Regions from separate parts of the Mus musculus genome. Here all the other regions are linked to region 1. Evidence: chromatin contacts called from public HiChIP or PLAC-seq and promoter capture Hi-C data. All regions are on one chromosome and are shown on one strand. Each heading gives the region's core, a stretch centred on a gene start, on an enhancer-like site or on the middle of the called end of the contact. The rest is flanking DNA. Distances are from core to core; before and after follow the strand shown. Region 1 holds the start of Fh1 (fumarate hydratase 1). Region 2 overlaps Fmn2 (formin 2). Region 3 has its middle 78 kb from the start of Grem2. Region 4 overlaps Fmn2 (formin 2). Region 5 overlaps Fmn2 (formin 2). Region 6 holds the start of Grem2 (gremlin 2, DAN family BMP antagonist). Region 7 overlaps Grem2 (gremlin 2, DAN family BMP antagonist).

What was found. Promoter capture Hi-C pulls out the DNA fragments that hold promoters and counts their contacts. HiChIP or PLAC-seq counts read pairs in DNA pulled down with a chosen protein or histone mark.
Region 2: a contact with region 1 is called in an H3K27ac HiChIP or PLAC-seq map of the NIH/3T3 cell line, with 4 times the contacts expected there. The contact joins the enhancer-like site here to the promoter of Fh1 in region 1. A contact is called at or near these places in 9 of 39 promoter capture datasets (the 3T3-L1 cell line, cranial neural crest, hippocampal neurons and 5 more) and 2 of 115 datasets of contacts at active chromatin or transcription factors (the NIH/3T3 cell line and large pre-B cells).
Region 3: a contact with region 1 is called in a promoter capture Hi-C map of liver, with 2.3 times the contacts expected there. The contact joins the enhancer-like site here to the promoter of Fh1 in region 1. A contact is called at or near these places in 5 of 39 promoter capture datasets (the 3T3-L1 cell line, 3T3-L1-derived adipocytes, cranial neural crest and 2 more) and 1 of 115 datasets of contacts at active chromatin or transcription factors (stem cell-derived neural progenitor cells).
Region 4: an H3K4me3 HiChIP or PLAC-seq map of neural tube shows a contact between it and region 1, with 7 times the contacts expected there. The contact joins the enhancer-like site here to the promoter of Fh1 in region 1. A contact is called at or near these places in 4 of 39 promoter capture datasets (hippocampal neurons, liver and second pharyngeal arch cranial neural crest) and 1 of 115 datasets of contacts at active chromatin or transcription factors (neural tube).
Region 5: a contact with region 1 is called in a promoter capture Hi-C map of liver, with 3 times the contacts expected there. The contact joins the enhancer-like site here to the promoter of Fh1 in region 1. A contact is called at or near these places in 5 of 39 promoter capture datasets (the 3T3-L1 cell line, 3T3-L1-derived adipocytes, hippocampal neurons and 1 more), 1 of 484 Hi-C or Micro-C datasets (liver) and 3 of 115 datasets of contacts at active chromatin or transcription factors (astrocytes, hepatocytes and large pre-B cells).
Region 6: a promoter capture Hi-C map of 3T3-L1-derived adipocytes shows a contact between it and region 1, with 3 times the contacts expected there. The contact joins the promoter of Grem2 here to the promoter of Fh1 in region 1. A contact is called at or near these places in 7 of 39 promoter capture datasets (the 3T3-L1 cell line, 3T3-L1-derived adipocytes, hippocampal neurons and 2 more) and 1 of 484 Hi-C or Micro-C datasets (adipose-derived mesenchymal stem cells).
Region 7: a contact with region 1 is called in a promoter capture Hi-C map of liver, with 2.7 times the contacts expected there. The contact joins the enhancer-like site here to the promoter of Fh1 in region 1. A contact is called at or near these places in 6 of 39 promoter capture datasets (the 3T3-L1 cell line, cranial neural crest, hippocampal neurons and 2 more).

The regions. Positions count from the first base shown.
Region 1 is chr1:175,624,299-175,627,341 of GRCm38.p6, forward strand. It overlaps Fh1 (fumarate hydratase 1), which reads right to left and starts at 1,337. Exons shown (of 10, transcript NM_010209.2): 1 at 1,153-1,337. The coding sequence starts at 1,275.
Region 2 is chr1:174,647,897-174,650,647 of GRCm38.p6, forward strand. The region is part of intron 7 of Fmn2 (formin 2); the gene reads left to right. Among named protein-coding and RNA genes, the nearest start is that of Gm51689, 110 kb to the right of the region's middle. Within about 2 kb of position 1,480, at least 13 of the 459 cell types and tissues checked have an H3K27ac peak or open chromatin away from gene starts, as enhancers often do. A contact at or near this core is called in the NIH/3T3 cell line and second pharyngeal arch cranial neural crest, where this site is marked.
Region 3 is chr1:174,998,438-175,001,137 of GRCm38.p6, forward strand. No RefSeq gene overlaps it. Among named protein-coding and RNA genes, the nearest start is that of Grem2, 78 kb to the left of the region's middle. Within about 2 kb of position 1,299, at least 8 of the 459 cell types and tissues checked have an H3K27ac peak or open chromatin away from gene starts, as enhancers often do. A contact at or near this core is called in liver, where this site is marked.
Region 4 is chr1:174,765,457-174,768,264 of GRCm38.p6, forward strand. The region is part of intron 15 of Fmn2 (formin 2); the gene reads left to right. Among named protein-coding and RNA genes, the nearest start is that of Gm51689, 10 kb to the left of the region's middle. Within about 2 kb of position 1,380, at least 5 of the 459 cell types and tissues checked have an H3K27ac peak or open chromatin away from gene starts, as enhancers often do. A contact at or near this core is called in liver and neural tube, where this site is marked.
Region 5 is chr1:174,741,557-174,744,277 of GRCm38.p6, forward strand. Fmn2 (formin 2) reads left to right here. Exons shown (of 18, transcript NM_019445.2): 15 at 2,699-2,721. Among named protein-coding and RNA genes, the nearest start is that of Gm51689, 14 kb to the right of the region's middle. Within about 2 kb of position 1,370, at least 3 of the 459 cell types and tissues checked have an H3K27ac peak or open chromatin away from gene starts, as enhancers often do. A contact at or near this core is called in hepatocytes and liver, where this site is marked.
Region 6 is chr1:174,920,531-174,923,328 of GRCm38.p6, forward strand. It overlaps Grem2 (gremlin 2, DAN family BMP antagonist), which reads right to left and starts at 1,289. Exons shown (of 2, transcript NM_011825.1): 1 at 1,043-1,289.
Region 7 is chr1:174,884,072-174,886,886 of GRCm38.p6, forward strand. The region is part of intron 1 of Grem2 (gremlin 2, DAN family BMP antagonist); the gene reads right to left. Among named protein-coding and RNA genes, the nearest start is that of Grem2, 36 kb to the right of the region's middle. Within about 2 kb of position 1,505, at least 2 of the 459 cell types and tissues checked have an H3K27ac peak or open chromatin away from gene starts, as enhancers often do. A contact at or near this core is called in liver, where this site is marked.

The DNA.
Region 1 (3,043 bases), core at 87-2,586:
ACGCATATGTCGAGGTTATTAAGAGTGTGTTACAGGTCCCCTAAAGCTGATGTTACAGGTGGGTGTGAACCACCTGATGGATTCTTCACTGGTGTCATCTCCCAAGCCCCAAGACGGTACAGAGTTGTCATTCAAGCGTCTAGAAGTTGAGAGAACGTCTTGGCCCTTTTAAGGACACTAAAGGAGGTCTAATTAAGAAGCACAGTGTTTTCCCCAAGTTCTATCTTGCTGAGCCTCTGTAATTATCTCAGCTTTACATGTAGAAACTGGACAAAGCCTGAACGCAGCAGTAGGACTTGAAATCACACCCCACACTACAGAAGACATGCTACACTTCGGAGTGGTCTTCCTAACTATTCATTTCTCAAACTTTTCCTAACAGTACATACACACTCGCATTTTTCGTTTTCTAAAGAACTCTAAACAGTACAGGGGCTTAACGAAGCATGCCATACCTTGGACCTGGCCCCTTAAGTTCCTTTAGCTGTCTTTCTGAATACAAAATCTTGGTTAGGGCAATTGTTCGGTCCTATCCAATCTGCTCAGGCATGCTTCCGAGTACTTATGTTCCTAGGTCCACATTTATGGATTTCGGAGTTTTACACCCAGTTGTGAGAGAGAACACATGTAACCTCACAAGCTAAATAGTCAAGTTAGTAAGAAGCAAAGCCTTTCCGTTCAGAAGACACACTGGCTTCATCCACTTCGAGGGCCTGAAAGCAGGAAAGAGCACCCTGGTGGACCAAGAAGCCAGACCCTAGCCTAGGGGAGCATCCTGTCTGTGTCCAGCCAGCAGGGCTTGCGATCTGGACAAGGAAGGGGCTTCCCCTTTCCTCGGGCTACTCCTGCACCCCGGCATCCCCCACCCTCTGCCTCCGTGCACGCTCTTTCCCAGAGAAGGTGTCCTGGACCGAAGGCCTCTGCAAGCTCAGGCATTGGGCAGGTCTGCCCTGACACTCAGGCTCCCCAGCAGGAAGGAGCGCGTCCCTCAGCGCTGCCCGCAGCCCCAACACACTCGGCTGGAGGCCGCGTCCGGGGCGGATGGTGAGCGTGCTGGCCGGCGCCGAGCCCAGGCGCGGCCCGCGGGGACACCCGGGACACTCTGACGTGAAGGTCACCCCGGGGAGGCCGGGTCCCGAGATGCCCGCTCACCATTCGCGCGACGTTCGGAGCACACCGCGGGAGGGTGGTCGCTTCCCCAGACACTGCAGCACCGGCGGACGGAACCCGCAGGAGGCGACGCGAGCGCGCGAGGAGACGGAGTGCGCGGTACATGGTGCTGCTGTACGGGGGTGGAAAGCTGAGCCTGAGCCACGCCCCCTAATACGTCAGATTCCGGCCACGCTCGTAACCAATCAAACGCCTCTTCCTGAGCATGTAGGACGGGACTAACCATGACTGGCCAATAATAACTAATGGGGCGGGTTGCCTTCCCTGGGCCTGTAGTATGGCTGTTTGAAGTCCTCGGGTTCACGGGAAACTAGTGCGGAAGGAATCATGGGAAAAGACAAGAGGCGGGAGGTCAGATCTTCCGACAATACTTCAAATGTGGCTGCTAGGAGGCAGGAAACTGGCTGAAGATGCCTGTAGTACTAGGTCCGTGAGACAGCCTAGAAAGAACATGTTATCAAGTTAATATTTATCCTGCAACCACCCATGACGTGCAGCTGTATGAATCCGTGTCTCAAATACTTATCTTCCTAGAAAGTGCCTCAAATTTTAAACAAGGAAGTAGTAATCAATTATCCCACAATGCTCCTAGTTGTCATTTTGGAGTCAATTTTCCTGTCATTTTTTTAAAAGATTTATTTTATGTCTATGAGTACATTGTAGCAGACTTCAGACTCACCAGAAGAGGGCATCAGATCCCTCTTATTGTGATGGTTGTGAGCCACCCTGTGGTTGCTGAGAATTGAACTCAGGACACCTGGGAGAGCAGTCACTGCTCTTTACCACTGGGTCATCTCTCCAGCCTTTTCCTCTGTCTTTTAACATGTCCTCTGATAACATTTATAATGTGTCCACATTCCTTGGGATTTTTCATCTCTGATTTTCTTTGTGGTTACAGGCTAGGGAAAACATTGCTTAAATGATGCCAATGGAAAAAGAGTAACTGATAAAAAAAATTGTGTCTCTTCTTTTAATTTTCTAATGCAGAATCAGAAGACAGTTAAAGAGGAAGTTCTTCAGGAAATGAGAGGCTTCAATTTATAGCCTCAGCACTCTAGATGCCACGGTAGGGAGGAGTTGAATTCAAGAATAACCTTGGCTTCATAGTGAGCCTGACACAAATGCACTGTTGACCTGCAATCTTCACACTTGAGAAGTGCAGGTAGGAAGAATAGTAGTTCAAGGCCATCCTTGGCTACACAGGGAGTCTGAAGCCAGTGTGGGATACAGGCCACCCTGTCTCAAAATAACACAAATGAAATAAAATAAGTAAGAATAAGACTAATAGCTGAGCTAAATCAATTAAACCAGTACCGGTGGGTTTTCAGACCTCAGTATCTAGTTCTTCCCTCTCTCAACTAATGGCTGAGAAATTTTTAGAGTAGTTGGTGAAAGGTAGAACCAAATTTTCTTTAAAAGTTAGGTTAAGGGGAAAAAGACAAAGCAGTAAGATAAAGTACAATCATATAAAGCAGTGTATCTTCTGCCCGAAATGTTACACTTTTGCCATTAAAGAGCAGCCACAAGAGTGTGGTGAGTATGTGTGTATGTGAGTGTGTGTGGGTGTGTGTGAGTGTGTGTGTGAATATGTGTGTGTGTGTGAGTGTGCGTGTGAGTGTTTGTGTGCATGTGTGAGTGTGTGTGTGTGAGTGTGTGTGAGTGAGTGTGTGTGCGTGTGTGAGTGCGTGTGTGTGAGTGTGTGAGTGTTTGAGTGTATGTGAGTGTGTGTGTGCGTGTGTGAGTGCGTGTGTGAGTGTGTGTGTGAGTGTTTGAGTGTGTGTGTGAGTGTGTGTGTGAGTGTGTGTGAGTGTTTGAGTGTGAGTGTGTGTGAGTGTGTGTGTGTGTGTGTGTGTGTGTGTGTGTGTGTGAGTGT
Region 2 (2,751 bases), core at 230-2,729, 980 kb before region 1:
AGACTTACTAGTAAATACTAATATGAACCAGATAATGTGGTTCCAAGCCATTGAAAATATCCAGAGAAGAAAGCCCCAAGAGAGAAGCGTTAGTTGAGCCTTGAGCCTCGGGTGCCTGATGCACAGGTATAATGCAGGTACAAGCCTCAAATTCTAGTCCAAATCAGTCCTACCTAGTATGTGAGCTGCAGAAGCTCTTGTAGCATTTGCTCTTTTAGAGATGTTCTTAGGATTAGAAATGCCAATTAGTGAACTAAATTGCTCTACTTAGGACTGAACTGAAAACAGGCATTTTCAAGAGACTGAATGGACATTTGTCTAAGATGTATTTAAAACGTTGGATGGAAAATAGGACAAGTTCTCTTAGGTCCTCATGGTCCAAGATTCTGCAGGATACTGGAAGAATATTGCAATTCTATTATACATGTGCCTCTCAGTTGAAAACTGGTCATTCTTTCCCCAGGCATTTGGAGCAACTATAGCATAAACCCAAGGTCCTTCTACTATAGAAAGTTGGACTCACTCCCTCCCTCCCTCCCTCCCTCCCTCCCTCCCTCCCTCCCTCCCTCCCTCCCTCCCTCCCTCCCTCCCTCCCTCCCTCCCTCTCTCTCTCTCTCTCTCTCTCTCTCTTTCTTTCTTTCTTTCTTTCTTTCTTTCTTTCTTTCTTTCTTTCTTTCTTTCTTTCTTTCCCTGTTTGTTTTAATGTATGTGTGTTTGCACATGTGTGTAGGTGCCTGCAGGTGCCAGAAGAGGGCATCAAATCCTTTAGAGATAGAATTAGAGGCATGTATGAGCCACCTGACCTGGGTTCTGGGATCTAAATATAGGTTTTACTGATAGAACAGTAAGCGTACCTAACCACTGATCGATCTCCCCAGCCTTTTCTAGTGAAGAGCAAAGGTGATTTCAAGTTATCCTTGTTGCTTAGCATCATTGATGGTGCCCAGACACATGGAAGCAGTTACTCTTTTATGTTGTTTTAATGTACATTTTAGTGGGTTTATGAAATATTTTAGGATTGGAATTTGGGTGATTTGTAACATTTTTCTAAATGGCTTTAGTGTCAGTATTGTAATACATTCTGCCTTCTACTTGACGAGTATTCCTATGCCATACCTTCCTATCATATCTACGCCGAGAGATGGTCCAAAGATGAACAGAAGAATTCTGTATAAGGATTTCAAATCTCCTTTGTGCTGCCCAGAGCCTTAGAATAGATTTAAAGCAGATTGAGTTATTCAAAGGAATGCCAATTTACCTATTAAAGGAATATGGTTTCAAGTATAACACAGGACTTATAAATCATGAAAATAGTTACTGGCTTTCTAGTTTGCCCATTTGTGAATGCGGATTCTGTTTGTTAGTCCTAAAATACCATGGGGTATAATTCACAAATAGCATGAGCGTGGCATGCCCTGTCCATTGATGAGTAACTCTTAATCAGAATTTTAGTTTTTATTAAATTGTTTTGATGGTGAGGAGGCTTCCTCGGGCTGAGACATTTGGGGTAATAGTCACAGAAAAGAACGCCAAGGCTGGCGCCAAGCACCACTTGGTGTTTCTGAAGCTGGCAGATGTAGCCCCGTGAAGTCATAGAGTGAAATCTGAAAATAATGATATGGTCTTTTCCTTCAGTCAAATATTCAGCTCGGGTTGAGCTAATAATGGGAACCTTATGAACAAAGGAGTCCGCCTGACATCTGTGTCTGTGCCACAGCCAGGGAGAGTTCATTGAAAATTTGCTCCCTTAACATGCAAGTCGAACAATAACATGGCGTGAAAGTCAGTCGTTGAAGGGTCACACAGAATTATGCAGACACTTTATCCTATTACGATCTGAAGGGAGTGCTTGAGTCCCTTCGAAACCCTGCGTAGCCATTCTCTAAAAGCTTGGCTGCTTTTCACATCCTAGCAGGAAGCAGCTGTACCTGTCTACCCTGCCTCATTGTCCTGTCAGGTAGGCATCTCTCACAGCTCCTACACTTTAATTCACGTCTAGGAAAAAACTCCACCGAGAAAACTAGAGAAATGTAACCCAGTTACATTTGATTTTGGATGTGAAGGTGCCAGAAAAAGTGTATCCAGACCTCCAGTATCATAGTATGGAAGAAAACAACCGAAGACATCTTAGTGGTCCAGTGTTTGATAGCATGGCTCATTAGTTGAGCAGATTGGACATGAACTCAAGCCTCTTCCATCAGACATGTTGCTCCCACGTATAGCATTTTTCCTACTGTCGGTGCTGGTGTCTCTATGGTGAAATATATAATACTGTTTTAAAGGTTGTCCTAAACCATTAGAGTGGGCATTTTCAGGGATGACATGCTACAGAGCCATGTTGCCCATCACAATCCTTGCTCTCAGCTGCAGGCTAAGTTAGAAGTTGTGAGATAGATTCACATCCACCCTCCTAGAACTTTTACATTCAATAGGTTAAATAGTTGGGCCTGCCTCACCTCATTTACATATCCTGGAACTGTTTTCTCTTGTTGTTTTGTTTTGTTTTGTTTTGTTTTTGTTTTTCTCCTGTCAAAAGACTAAATCTAGAATTGACTTTGTCATCACAATTCTCCTTTGAAGTGCCTTGTCAAAAAGATGAGGGTAAGATTGGTGTTCTAGATGTCATGGTCTAATCATACTCTTCTAAAAATGATTTTATTTCTTAGGTCTGAGTATTCTGTTTGTATGTGTGTCTGTGTACTATTTGAATGCCTGGGAACCCACAGAGGTCAGAAGAAGGAATAAGATCCC
Region 3 (2,700 bases), core at 49-2,548, 630 kb before region 1:
GAAACATCTCTTAGAGATTTGAATTTTTCTCTCATTTTGCTAATAGATTCACATTTTCACTATTTCATAATTTTTTTATTAGGATAAATAGGAATCACTTACCTAATCAGTTACTATCTGTTGCTAAGAAACCAGAGATTTAGCCAAATGGTTCATCCCAGAAATGATGCAGGGGAGGAAAATGTTCTTATCCAACTTCTACTAAAATGTGGATATCCACATTTTGCTTCACTTTGCAAAGGTATTTGGGAGTGGTTTCTTTTTTCTTTCAGGACTCTGTTTTAACATTCTGTACTCTATTTCAACACTTTGTATGAACCAGTTTTAGAAAGTCCATCGGCTGAGTTTTGTACTGTGATTGCACTGTTTGTGCGATGCGATCACCTGAGACAGTCAGGGTCAATTGAATAGGAAAGCCTGAACTTCCAGTTAGTGAGCCAGGCAGGAAGGTGTGGTAGCTCCAAATGCATCCACGTACTGAAGGTATTTTTAAATATTTTGAATTCAAAGACTTGGTGCTAAAACCTGTAATCCTAGTTTCCTGCAGGGTCTGTCTTTTGTAGAAATTTTAAGTTTGGAGAACCTCACTGAAACAGGATGCCAGGCTGAGGTACGCCTTGATAGTTATGAAAAATAAACTGGACTGTCTAAATCGAGAAAAAAACCAAAACCTTACCTTTCAGATTTTAGCACAGAGGAGAAAAGATTCAAGTTATTCAATGACCCAAAAGATAGGAGAAACCAACCCATGCCACAGGCACTGTTCTTACTGTCACTTGAACTACAGAGCTAATCAGATCCCCCAAATCCCAACATCACCAACAGTGCTCATGGCTTACCAACTTCAACACAGATAAATGGCCCCATTAACGTCAGGGCAGTTGTGTTTGTCCAGGGAATAGACGTCTGTATTTTAAATTGCATTATCCAGATTATCCAAGGGATAAGAAATGTTTACTTTCACAGATTCCAGGCTTCTGAGCTGAGTTAAACAGGACAAGTTTAAAGGCAGGGGCTCAGAGAAGTACAGGGCATGTTGACAGCTCTGCTGTGGTCTGCAGAGGCTGAGTTAGGAGAATCCAAGCTTATCTCTGCGCTCCTGGGCTGAAAGCTGGGGGCTCTCAGGCCTTCCTGCTACCTGTGTCCTCTGCGTGGCTGCTGGTGTAAGATGGACAGGTAGAGGGAGTAGAAATGGCCTATGAAGAATTTGGCTTTGGATGAGTGTTCTCAGAATGTATATCCAAGGAATGCTCAATAGCCCCTGAAGGCTGAGAAGTGAACAAGGCAGCAGGGCAGGCAGCAAGTGTGGCCTTCTTCCACTACTGTTCAGACTCAGGTAGGGCTCAGCCTTCAGGAACAAACCTGTGTTCTTGTCCAGCCTCTAATTGCTGATTTTATGTGCTAGTTAGAGATTAAATGCTTCTTTCTTTCTAGTTGGAGGAAAGGCAGAGACAGAAGAAGAAAAAGAGAACACAGAAATCTGACAAGTTACCTCCCCTTTCAACCTTCCTTCAGCCGGGCTGAACAGGACTTGGACATGATAAGCTCAGAGCATGTGGCAGCTGCTTGCTGCCATCTGCTGTATTCTTTGTTGCTAGCAAGCAGAGGACCCTGGCTCCCCAAAGAGAAAGCAGAGGGGGAAATGGAGGTGTCAGAGAGGCTGTGTTAGGTGCCACAGTTTTCTGGCACATAGGAAATCTCCAGATATTGCATTTGTAGATTTCGACCACCTAGTCACCATTGTGAACGGACCGATGTCATGGTTGTGGGACATAATAATATATTTTTTCCTCCTCACTGTGATTGTCTTTCATCTCATTTGAGAGAGAGAGACAGAGAGAGAGAGAGAGAGAGAGAGAGAGAGAGAGAGAGAGAGAGATACATGGAGACTATTAGTTTTAAACAACTTAAGTTGCTTGAATGTCTAACACAAATGCTCTGTCATATAGTATAAACCATAACTGTTGATTGAGATTCTGGAAGGACAAGAAAGGATATATATCTAAAGATAACGAAGACATCCTGAAAACAGGATCACTATATTCTCCCTCCCTTCTAATGACCCAATTCCTCCATTTTCAGTCTTTCTCTGACTTCTTCAGTGTACATATTCCTGTTGGATGGATTCACTTTAAAAAGTCCATTATAATGTGGTACTTCTAGTACCAACCTTCAAACAAAATGAGTGAGGTTCACTTGGGGCTCATCTAGTTCTTGGTTTAGCAGTTGGCATGTCCCAGATCCAGGTATTAAAACATGATCTGCTTCTGGCCTTTGAAGAATGTAGCTCAGCCCTGATCTTTTATGGCCCATTGCTTCTTTGTCCTCTGCCTGCTGACTTTTGAAGTTCGAAGGAAAGACTTGACTTTACTTCCCCTGGTTATTGGCCATAGAAATGGATCAAGGCTGAACATGAATTCACCTCATTGACAACACAGGTCATGTTTTATCTTCCATTCACTTGCCCTTGCTAATAGTGCTAGCTTTACTAGTGGCTTACACAGTAAGTCTTTCATTTTGCCCTCCTGCCTGGTGGGTTTCTCTAGAGACTACAGGATAGGTTGAAGAGTGAAACTATGTTCAGTGACATTTGAAATAGAGATTTATAGAATTTTACCTGTTGGGTACAAATCTTCTGGCCACATATTCAGGATCTAGTAATAAATTCATTAAAGACATATTGTCTTTTGCTGTTGATCT
Region 4 (2,808 bases), core at 130-2,629, 860 kb before region 1:
AGTGCTTACCTCCACACTGGGCTGCACAGGATATCTATAGACATGTGCTTTTAAATTTCCAAATATTAAAAAAAAAGATTTTCAAAAGTGCATTTTTCATTGTTAGTTGAATAAAAACGTCATCAAGAGAAACGGTTCTGTGTAATTTTAGGACTTGTGTTCTTGAGAATTGTCAATACATGTCTATTGTATCATTTCACTGGAACACTGTGTTCCTGTGTTAGGTGTAAGGGCCTGTATTTGTTTATTGTTTTTTTTTTGGACTTTTTTTCTTTCTTTTTTTTGACACAGTCTCACTTTCAGCCCAGGCTAGCTATGAACTTATGGTGATCCTCCTGCATCAGCAGGGAATTGTAGGCACATGCCACCTCAACACCCAGCTTGACTATTTTTGAGTGACTTGATAAACTTGTTTAAATATTTTTCTATCTCTCATGATTTATTCTGTCTGCATCTCCTGCCAGACAGTTAAAGGCGCATAAAGACATCAGAAGGCAAGTAAGGTAAACATGTCACTGTCTCCTAAACGTCCTGACATTTGCTCTGTTTATTTTTCCAGTGTTTTTGTTTTATATTCCCAAATTCAAAGTTGTTCCAACTTCTTGAACTAATCTTATTTTAAGTGCTGTGTCATTTTGGGTATTTGTCTAAATTTTTACTTTGCCTGATGCCACCAAAAGTACCTATCAGCTCTTTCAGGGCAGTGTTTGTTACAACACGTTGACAATTTTACTGTCAGCTTTTCTCTGCCCCTGTGAAAGCTATCCCTGCTGCCTGCATGTCTGGATTCTGCCTGCCCCTGAGCCTGTGCGTTCCCATAAGAGTAAAATGACCAGGATGGTTGTGTCTCTGGGTACCCTCATGTTCCAGGGTCCTCAGTATGTCTGAATATTTCCTATTGTCTAACGTGTAGGAATATCAGAGTCATGGCTATAAGCTCCCTTTGGGGAAGGACTGGAAGAATACTTATAGTGTATTCTTTTAAAATTGCGTGTGTGTGTGTGTGTGTGTGTGTGTGTGTGTGTGTGTAAGTCAGAACAGAGGTCAACTTCAGCTACTTTTTTACAGTCACAATCTATCTTGTGTTCTGTAACAAACTCATGCTGACCCTGAGGCTTGTCACATTGCCTAGACTGGTAGACAATGAGCTCCAGAATCCCCTGGCTGAGCCATACCAGATCTGGGACAGGTCACTGTGCCTGGCTATCACATGGGTGCTGAAGATTAAACTCAGGACCTTGTGCTTGTGCAGCCAGCATTTCCCCCCTCAAGCATCTACCCAGATCCATTTCACTTTATTCTTGCTTCAGTGTTTCATGCCCTTCCTCACAGGGACTAGAAGCCTTCGGTCAGGTCAGTGGATTCTGGACCCAAATTAGCGTAGTTCTGAGAACCAATTGATGAATCATGGATTTTCTAGCAGAGTCACCCCTCTTAGCCTCCTGACCCTCTACTCTTGCCTTTTTCCTAAGTTTCAAGCATTGAGCAATACATTTGTTTGCCCCTAAGGATGTCATGCTCTATTAACCGTATCCACAGCGTCCTTGGCTTCCTCAGTGATTATGGTAAGTGTGGTTCCCAGGCTCTGGCCATTGAGCATTACCTCTTGGCTCCTACTTTATTAGAGTCCTATGTCTCAGTAGCTTACACTGAGCCCAACAATCCCCCACACCCTTGGCTTACAGAGAGGTCCAGCCACTGTGTTCAGCTATATCGAGGCCCTTTGACCACTGCATTCCTGGTGGCCATACTGAATGGTAGGTCCTCTGGGCTCCTCTGTGGAATAATCTTTGCTCAGTTTTCTGGCCACACATAACATACAAGAGCCTGCCTGGTTCTTGGAGTTTTCTTTGTTACTTCTGCTTCCATATGCCAGGGTACCTTTGGTATACCATCTACCCTCTTCATTGACTATCACTTATTTTTAGTTTGTAATAGAAAAGCCATATAATCTCTTCCTTTCCTTGTCAAACCTAGAACTTGCAAATCTGGCTTTTGCTTAAATATAGCTTTACTTATTATATTGACATCTAAGCAAAATGCTAAGACAGTGTCTAGGAAAGGGGTCTAACAGTGTCTTCTGGCTTAGGAGAAATGCTAGCTCTTCTTAGAGAACAGTGAATGGCCCCTATAAACTTGTATTTTGAGCATCTGTTCAAGTTTCCATGTAGATATCTCAATTTGAGCAGGCCTAATTTGAACATTTAAACATCCCTGGTACTCTGTGGTATTAACTATTGATATTGTCTTAATTGCTTATTATTTCTGCCTTATTAATAAATAGGGGACATAATTTCGTTCTCTCTAAGATGCATGTCTGTAGCCTTAACCTTGTTTTTAGTGTCCTGAGTACCTCACTGTCTTTCTCCAGGGCATCCATGCAACCTTTCAATAATGAGTCAATTCCACTTTCTATATCACTTTATTCAATCATATTTTCAGTAGTCTGCAAGGACGTTCCTAAAACAGGATGTTTTCTTAGGTCAGCTCTGGTGATAACACTAACAATTACATAGCCACTGTATATCAGTCACACATATACTGATCTGGACAGATGAGCACTGAATGATCTATTCTGTACCCTACCCTCCTGGCTGATCATTCATGTTATTTATGACACTACTGCTTAGTGAAAGTTATCTAGGAAGCCAGTGTCAAGACAAGTAAATGCACTGTGCAAAGCAGGAAGGATGCTAAATGAAATGGAAACAGTTACATGTCCGAACTGTAGAGAATGAAAGAGAAGGGAGGGGAGGGGAGAGGAGGGGAGGGAGAGGAGGGAGAGGAAGGAGGGAACAGGAGGGAGTT
Region 5 (2,721 bases), core at 120-2,619, 880 kb before region 1:
ACAGACCTGTGTCACCATGTGTCACTCTCAGGATGTTTTTTCTCCTCCTCCTCCTCCTCCTCCTCCTCCTCCTCCTCCTCCTCCTCCTCCTCCTCCTCCTCCTCCTCCTCCTCCTCCTCCTCCTCCTCCTCCTCCTCCTCCTCCTCCTCCTCCTCTTCTTCTTCTTCTTCTTCTTCTTCTTCTTCTTCTTCTTCTTCTTCTTCTTCTTCTTCTTCTTCTTCTTCTTCTTCTTCCTGCAATACAAAAGGAAATCTGCCCTGGCTCCTTGCATTGTTGACTCTACATTCAGAGTTGAAATTTGGCCTTTAATGCACTTCCTTTGATCTCCAATTAGACTGTTTATCAAAGCTGATTAGAGTTTCAATATACAAGTCCCTGTAGCTTAAAAATTACATGAAAATAATGGATAGTAGAGAAGTCCCAAGCATTGCCTGTTATTCTAATTTGACTTTATTATTGTAGCATGGTTATTAGGTTTAGTAAGGAGATCTGTTTTTATGTTTTATTTCTTTGGTATGGATCAATCTCCTGCCACATTGGATTAAAGTGGTTTTGGTTTTAATTTTTTGAAGCCAACTTTCTCAGGCACTGAAACAAGAGCTGGGTTCGGTAGACATCAAAAGGAATTATTACTGTGAACTAGCAAGACTCACTTCATTCCACTTACCATGATTTAGGGGCATACGATTTTGAAAAGCTGCAAGAATATATTTTCTGCATCTTGATATCATGTCAAAACATTATAAAACAGTGGTTGGCTCACTTAAAGATCTTTCAGATCTTCAATGCCCAAACGTAAGGAAGACATTCACTTCACATGTATTGGTCATTACAGACATTGTTTTAAATAATTTGCATATGTTGACAAGTGAATCTGATTGGTAAATGTCATGGAATTCACATTAATCTGATGGGAATTTAAAAAGTTCTTAAGAGTTTCAGTTTCATGTGCTTTTAGTTTCATAAATCATTTACTTGAATCTTCTAAACTAGTCTAGAAATTATTCCCATCAATTTCCATCAATGCTTTTAATCTGTGTATTTTTCAAGAAAACAAGCAAACGGTCCTTTGTCAAAGTAGTGTTCATTTGGGCTGCCTTTGTTATTTTTCTCTGAAGGCACTTTATGTTATTCTAGAATTGTTTCCGGAAGCAAATCACATTTTATTTTAGGCATGCTCAAGGTAGTTTTTATGTGTTCTTACTAAAGCCTTTCTGAGTTCAATATCTAATGTGTATCCCAGCCTTTCAAGTGGCTAATGATTGACCTGTAAATGCGTGTAAACAATCTAAAGTACAAAAAAGGGAAAGGAAAGGAGAAAACAAAAACTCCTGCTGCCAACTCAAATAATCCCTGTTAAATTCTGACATCCATGGAGGAGAGTGTTAGGTTGACATGTGTCAGGGCAGTGGACATGCAATACAGACCTTGCAGAGCAGTCTTAAAGCTGTAAAACACTAACCAACTCAAGCTGCACTATTGTGTTTTAAGTAGTGAGAGAGACACTTTAATAATACCCAAAGGATTATGGGTTTTATTTGGTCAACACTGCCAATTTTTTTTGTTTTGATTTTTTATGATTACAGAGTTCATTCAGTTATCCTTCTCCACTTTGCCTTCTGATTTCTCCAAATGGCTCCATCTGTGACCCAACGGAGAAGGTTTATAAATAGATTATTTACTATTTGTGTATTTTTTTTATCATGGGCACATCTATTTTTGTGAGAGAGGCATTATGAAGGTTGTGTAGGCTTGGTAATGATATTTTTTCTGTATTGTCCTGTAGTTTGGTGATATTCTAACTTTCGGTAGGTAACAGCCATGCAATTGTTAATTTGCAAAGTCATAACTAATGTTTTGCCCTCCCTCAGAGTTGACGAAAAATAACGAGTGTCTTCCTTAGTGTCTCTGAAACTTTTATGTCAAATATATATGCAGCAAGAGAAAGAGAGTAGAGTCATAGAATATTTACAGAATTTCTTAGAAAGAAGGTGAAAGTTGCTGCCATACATTTTACTTTTGGAGTGTCTATGTGATTTCTATGCAATAGGAAATCTTCATTCCACCATCCTAAATTTGATCTGTGACTTCCTGTCAGACATTTTATTTTTAGAGAAAAGCATAGAGCAAATAAATGTAAGCTTGAAGGTCAGTGATAGCGGCCTTGCCTGGCATAGGCAAGGCCCTAGATTTGATCCGCAGCACTGACAAAAATATTATAGCAGATAAATGGGTGAATAATAATGTCCCCCCTTTCAGAACAGCTCATAATCAGTCACTTGAGATCTGTCCCCAAGGGTGTGGCTACACAGAGTTTAAAATCTGTATCAGCTTCGTTTGTTTTAATTTCCAACTTGGTATTTGAACCTGTGTTGGTGTTTAGGTCCCTGCACACTCAATGTAACCTTGAAAGTAGTGTTTCCATTCCTTAGGTCTCTGTGTCAGATGTAAAGAAATTATTCTTAACCTAAAAGTTTTGGTTGGTTATGTTAAAATCCTGTGTTCTCACATATTAGTGTCAATTTAATCAAATTTAATGATGTTTCTACCATATCACTGACATTAACAGGGTTAAGATAATATTTGGTTGGAGATCATTAGAATCTGTAGTTAAATCAACTCCATGTTGTTTAGATTGTATACTCTATGAGATGGTAGAGCCTAGCACCTATTTCACATCTTTTTCTTTCATTTTCAGCTAAAATTGACCAAGAGTCACAG
Region 6 (2,798 bases), core at 39-2,538, 700 kb before region 1:
ACCAGTCCTTTATCACAATTACTCACTCAGTCCCGTTGGCTTTTCCAGGAAGATGGAACTGATTAAGCAATGTTAATTGAATCATAAGTAATCAACATGGGGGAAAAATTACATAACCAGCTTCAAAATTGTGAATCAAACATGGCAAATTCCCAGGAAAATAGCTATTTTATCGCCCCCCCCTTACCTTTCACCTCAAAAATAAACACAGAGAAATCTATACCTTGGACGATTAAACAAAACTACGAACTACACATTTCATTGCCTGGAAATGTTTATATTTTGTACAAAGTTTTTCAGTTCATAGTTTTAATTATGTAGCCCAGGCTGGCCTGGAACTCACAATCCTCCTGCCTCAGCCTCTTGAGTACTGGGATCAATTCGTATGCTTTTAACCTAATTTGAGAGAGTTTAGAACTCATCCTGTCAGGGGTGCTGAAAGACAAATGTATCATTAATTGATCAGTGAAGGTAAGACTATGACAACTGCATTTTTTGTTTTTTGTTTTTTACTTGCTGTCTCCCTTCTTTCCTTCTCTCCTTCAGACACAGCCTAAATACATAGTGATATTTCAGCCATGAGGCTGTATCCACTTTGGTACATGCTTAGGAAATCAAGACCATGCCCAAATCCTCTGTGGCTTCCTGATCCTACAGGGAACACATTAACATATTAGGTAGGCTGACTATATTCAAAACCTGCTTTCTAAACAATTACATGTTGGGTCATCATTAGAATGCGGGTCACCAAGGGGAACCCTCACTACAATGTGCAGATACTGGTGTTATTTATTTAATTAGTTAATTTAAAGATCGCTGTGAAGTTTAAAGGTCTGGGCTTTCCACCTACGCAGAATCCAATAGGTGAATCCACCTGGTGGCCCCAGCCACATGAAAGCAGTGTAACTCAGGGGGCATTCACTCGGCACTTCTCTGCGAACCAGCCAGCCCCGCGGACAGACGTGAATCTACCCTAGGTGCCTTAGAAAGGCAGAAGATAGAAACCTGTGCGCAGTCAGATAGGTTGTGACAAGCCGCATACCTGCAATGACGAGATGGAAGCCTCCTCCTCGGTTCCCTTGTGTGTCTCCCTGTCCCTCTCCTCTCTGTGAATGACAGGATCCACAGCGGGCTGTGCGCCGTATCGTCGGGGGCAGCCGCAGCCTGGTTCTGCAGGAGGCCTGGGAAGCAGCGAGGGTGTGCGGAGCGAGCGGAGCCCAGTGGAGCGCACAGAGGGCGGAGCGCGTCCCAGCCGCGCCTGCAGATGTGGAAGGAGCTGGAGACAGCACTGAGTCCTCTAGGCGCTGCATGGGGATATTATCACAGGCTGGAGTTTCTATTGGCTCAGAACACCAAACAAATCACACCAGTCACCCCTCCTTCTCGGGCTTCACTCAGCCCTCGCTTCTCATCTAACCCACAAATACTTCACACACACACACACACCCCAGTCGCTCTCTGTATTTCTCCCTTCCTCTTTGCAGACTGTGGATTTACAACCTTGTGGGCAGCTCTTAACATTTTGTTTAGCAGACTTCCAATCCAAACCTTGTCATGTAGAGAAATCCACCAGCCTCTTTACCCGCAAACCCCATTCACGCCTTCAGATCATTCTCTTTAGGGTGGACTCAAAATGTCAAGAGTATAGAAACACACACACACACACACACACACACACACACACACACACACACACACACACACACACACACACACACACGTACAAGCACACATGTGTGTGCACATGCACATAAAGCTAGGTTCCTTTTGTTTTTAATGACTGAGGCGGGTGAAATTGAAGGCAAGCTGATCCCATGGCCAAAAATGAGTTTAATTAATGATTAAAGTCTTGAATGAATTCAGCGCAAAGTATCCAACGTTTAGATTTATTTTCTTTTCCACATATCCTTATATTTTCCCGATATTTTGAACACAGAGATTTCCAATACGAATCAGGTTATTCAGCATCCAGAGAATATAGACCAATGTTCGCACACTTGGTCTGGACAGGATAGATCACTTCACTGTGATGTTCGCTGGATGCTGGCTTTTTCTCTGGGGGATTTTTGGTTTCCATTGGCCTCTTCAGCACTGAACCTCCATGAGTCTCAACTGACAAAGGCACCTGAGTGTAAACTCATCATCTGTATACATGCACAGAGGTAAACCTTTGATCCCATCAATGAAGAAATGGCCTAAGAAAATCCTGAGACCTTAGTTACTGAGCTGGGAAATTTCAAAGAAAATAAGATTTCACCTTATTTTTTTAAAAAACAGCCTACTATGGTCTTTCCTCAGTATATTTTATTGGTTTTCTTGGCAAAAGCTGTTGCTTCTGAAACCACAGAACTCCATTTTGATTTTTGCCTTGATGGTTTCTTTCCCAGAATTATCCTATTTTGCATGCCTTATTAAAACCCGACACTCTGGCTTCAGCCAACTCACAGCGCACCTAAGTTCAAAATCATAGAGAATAATATATATATATATATTTTACAATTTGCTGCTAACAAACATCTTGCCTGCTTTCTTTTCATATTTAAATCCATTCCAACAATGTGGAACTACAAAGCAGTTACTCAGAAGGGGCCAACCCAGAGTCAGCCGAGACATCCCAGATTCCTCAGGGGAAAGGACAGAGTAATAAGCAGCTGCTGAAGATAACACCAAGCAGAGCTGGAAGATGGGGTGAAGGCCTCTCTTCCGTCTTCTGGGACTTATCTTCCCATGCTAACTATGAGAATCAAGGGAAGCCGAAGAGTGAATGCGGCAGAGTCTAACCAATGTTCACCTTTGCC
Region 7 (2,815 bases), core at 255-2,754, 740 kb before region 1:
GGCCTGGTCAGCCATCAATGGGAGGAGAGGCCCCTTAGTCTTGCAAACTTTATATGCCCCAGTACAGGGGAACGCCAGGGTCAAGAAGTGAGAGTGAGTGGGTAGGGGAGCAGGGTGGGGGGAGGGTATAGGGGACTTTGGGATAGCATTTGAAATGTAAATGAAGAAAATGCCCAATAAAAATTGGAAAAAGTTAAAAAAAAAAGTAAGGGTGGGAAGAAACCAAGGAAAAACATCAGACATGAACCTCTGGCCTCCACACATACCCATCTGCACATTTGGGTGTAAGGAGCATGAGTGATATACATGTATATGGTGGGTAGCAATGATCGCCTTAGACAGTGTGAAACTAAAGAGTCTGGATGTCATCTTTGTCAGTTAGATGTGAGCAGATCATGTGACCACCCAAAGAATGAACACAGTCTAATGTATATTCAGGGAGATCCAGGGATGCTGCAGCAATCATTGGGGGAACATAGAGAGTAACTGTCTTTTAGGAACTTAACAAGAAAGAGGGTGGCAAATGAGGGGGATCTGACTTGATGAGCTTTGTAGGCACAAAAGCCTGCCTGTAAACTGTACAAAACCTACTTTGAGGAAGTAAGAAAAGAATCTTGAAAATTAAGATACAAACGAAAAACACCCACAAGAAACAAAAATAAACTATATATGGCATTCAAATTATATCAGTAAGAACAACCAATGTATGAAAGGAAATATGAGGGCTTAAGAGTGCAGATGGGAAGCATAAGACATATCAAAGCATAACTTCGTCAAGGCTCATCAGCGAAAAACTGATTCCTATTTATCAGACAAGCATTGGAGCAAATGAAGTGGGGAGTCCAGCCCTGATATCCTTTCCTTGACTAGACCCAACCCTTACCAAAGTTGCAATGATCAGAACCTCATTTTGCTCTTTAAAAACTCTTAAGGACCTCAAGGAGCTTTTGTTTCTATTACAGCTATCATATTTATTGTATTTTAAAGTCAAACAACCTGAATTATTTATGACTTTGTTTAAAATAATCTATGGCATGTTGTGTTAAATAAAACTCTATTTTCAAAAATAGCAACTTCAAAAATTAGAATGATATACATTCACACTTTGGTAAGTCTATCTTTATAGATACCTTAATTGTTTTCATCAGCTGTTAATTAATTACTTTAATTAGCTATTTTTAGCTGATCAGCCAGGCAAAATGGCTCCTGACTATGAGTCTAAAATTCTGGGAGGCTGCTGCAGAGAAATCAAATTTGAAGCCAGCCTGGGCTATGTAATGATTTTGAGGCCAGCTTGAGCTACAAAGTAAATTATCATTCACTCTAGGCTTCCTCAGACATACTAATCAGAATCTATCCCTTCTTATAATGGCTCTGGGTATTATTTGGTAGAGAACCAAAACTTGAGATGAAACAGTTTGTTGTGTTTGAATTGACATGAGCAACTGTGAACTCTTGTCTGTGAACTTCTTGCCCGCGGCTACATTAAAGCCCATTGACCTACTACTGGCACCAGAAGGCCATAGGACGAGTTTATGTTTAAACAGCATGGTGCTGATGTAGATATGCTGTAAGAGTCAGCTAAAACATGACTGACACAGGACATTCAGGGGCCTGAGTCAGCACAAAATGTCTGACACCAGACCAGACATCCTGGGAACCCCTAAAGTAAGCAAGCAGTGATGTACTCCATTTTTTAACTATTCCTGAAAGGCTGCCAGTTTTTGTGTGGATTCTGTATAAATATGGCATTGAGGCCAGAGGTTGTAGCCTTTGCCTTTGTCAGTCTGCCTACATGTGTTTCTAGGTCTATGTGCTATGTGTCTACCACCCAAGTGGTCTGTGTGTATACGAGTATGCCTGGATGTGGTCCCTCAGTGGCCTATCTTGCAGCTGGAGTAAAAAACTATATCTCACCTCTCTTTGAATCCACAAAATTGCTTCATCTTCATGGCCTCCTGTGACCCTCCTCCTTTTCTGATATCAGAGAATGGATACCACTATATTCTTCATACTGGCCTGAATTCCTGATTCTCTTACCTTACTCTTCCACCTTCTGTGATTAAGGGAGTGTGCCATCACACCCAATTTAGAGAAAACTCATAAGCGAAACTGGTGATCTAGCTCATCTATGATTAGCTGTGTGTTAGCCAACACTGCTGTGATTGGCTGTGTGCTAGATGACATTGCTGTGATTGGCTGTGTGCTAGATGACTCTGCTGTGAATTGCTATGTATTAGATAACTCTGCTGTGACTAGCCTCAGACACCAGCAGTTTTGCTTATGTACTATCTGAGTTAAAGGTGATGTAGTGTAAGACCCACAGTCTTTGGGTATTATTGTGGTTCTTAGAAAGTTTCTTTGGATTTCTGGATTAAAAAGAAAACTCAAGAGGGAGGACTGATTTATTCTCTGTGCCGCTCTTGGGACTATACTTAGTACCTGAGATGGTCAAAAGGTACAGTGAACTAAATAATGAGAAGTATATGGAAACCAAATAATTTTAGCAGCATAACAGTAGATAAATTAATAGGAAACTAAGACAATAGATAGATCCTCTAAAATTGAAGCTCCTACATGATTGTACCCTGTGTAAAGTTTTTAAAACTCATCTGTCTATCCCTCCACCCCATCACAACCAACTCCTGCCATATTGGCACATAGAATAACCTAGCTAGAAGTGAAACTCTCATCCAACTCTAACTCTCCAAAAGAGACTCCACCCACCCCTTCTTCCAGATCCACTGTTGACACCTTCCACACATTGGTGGTCCCATCTCCACCCACATCCTTTCATTAGTCCTCAGCCTTTCTC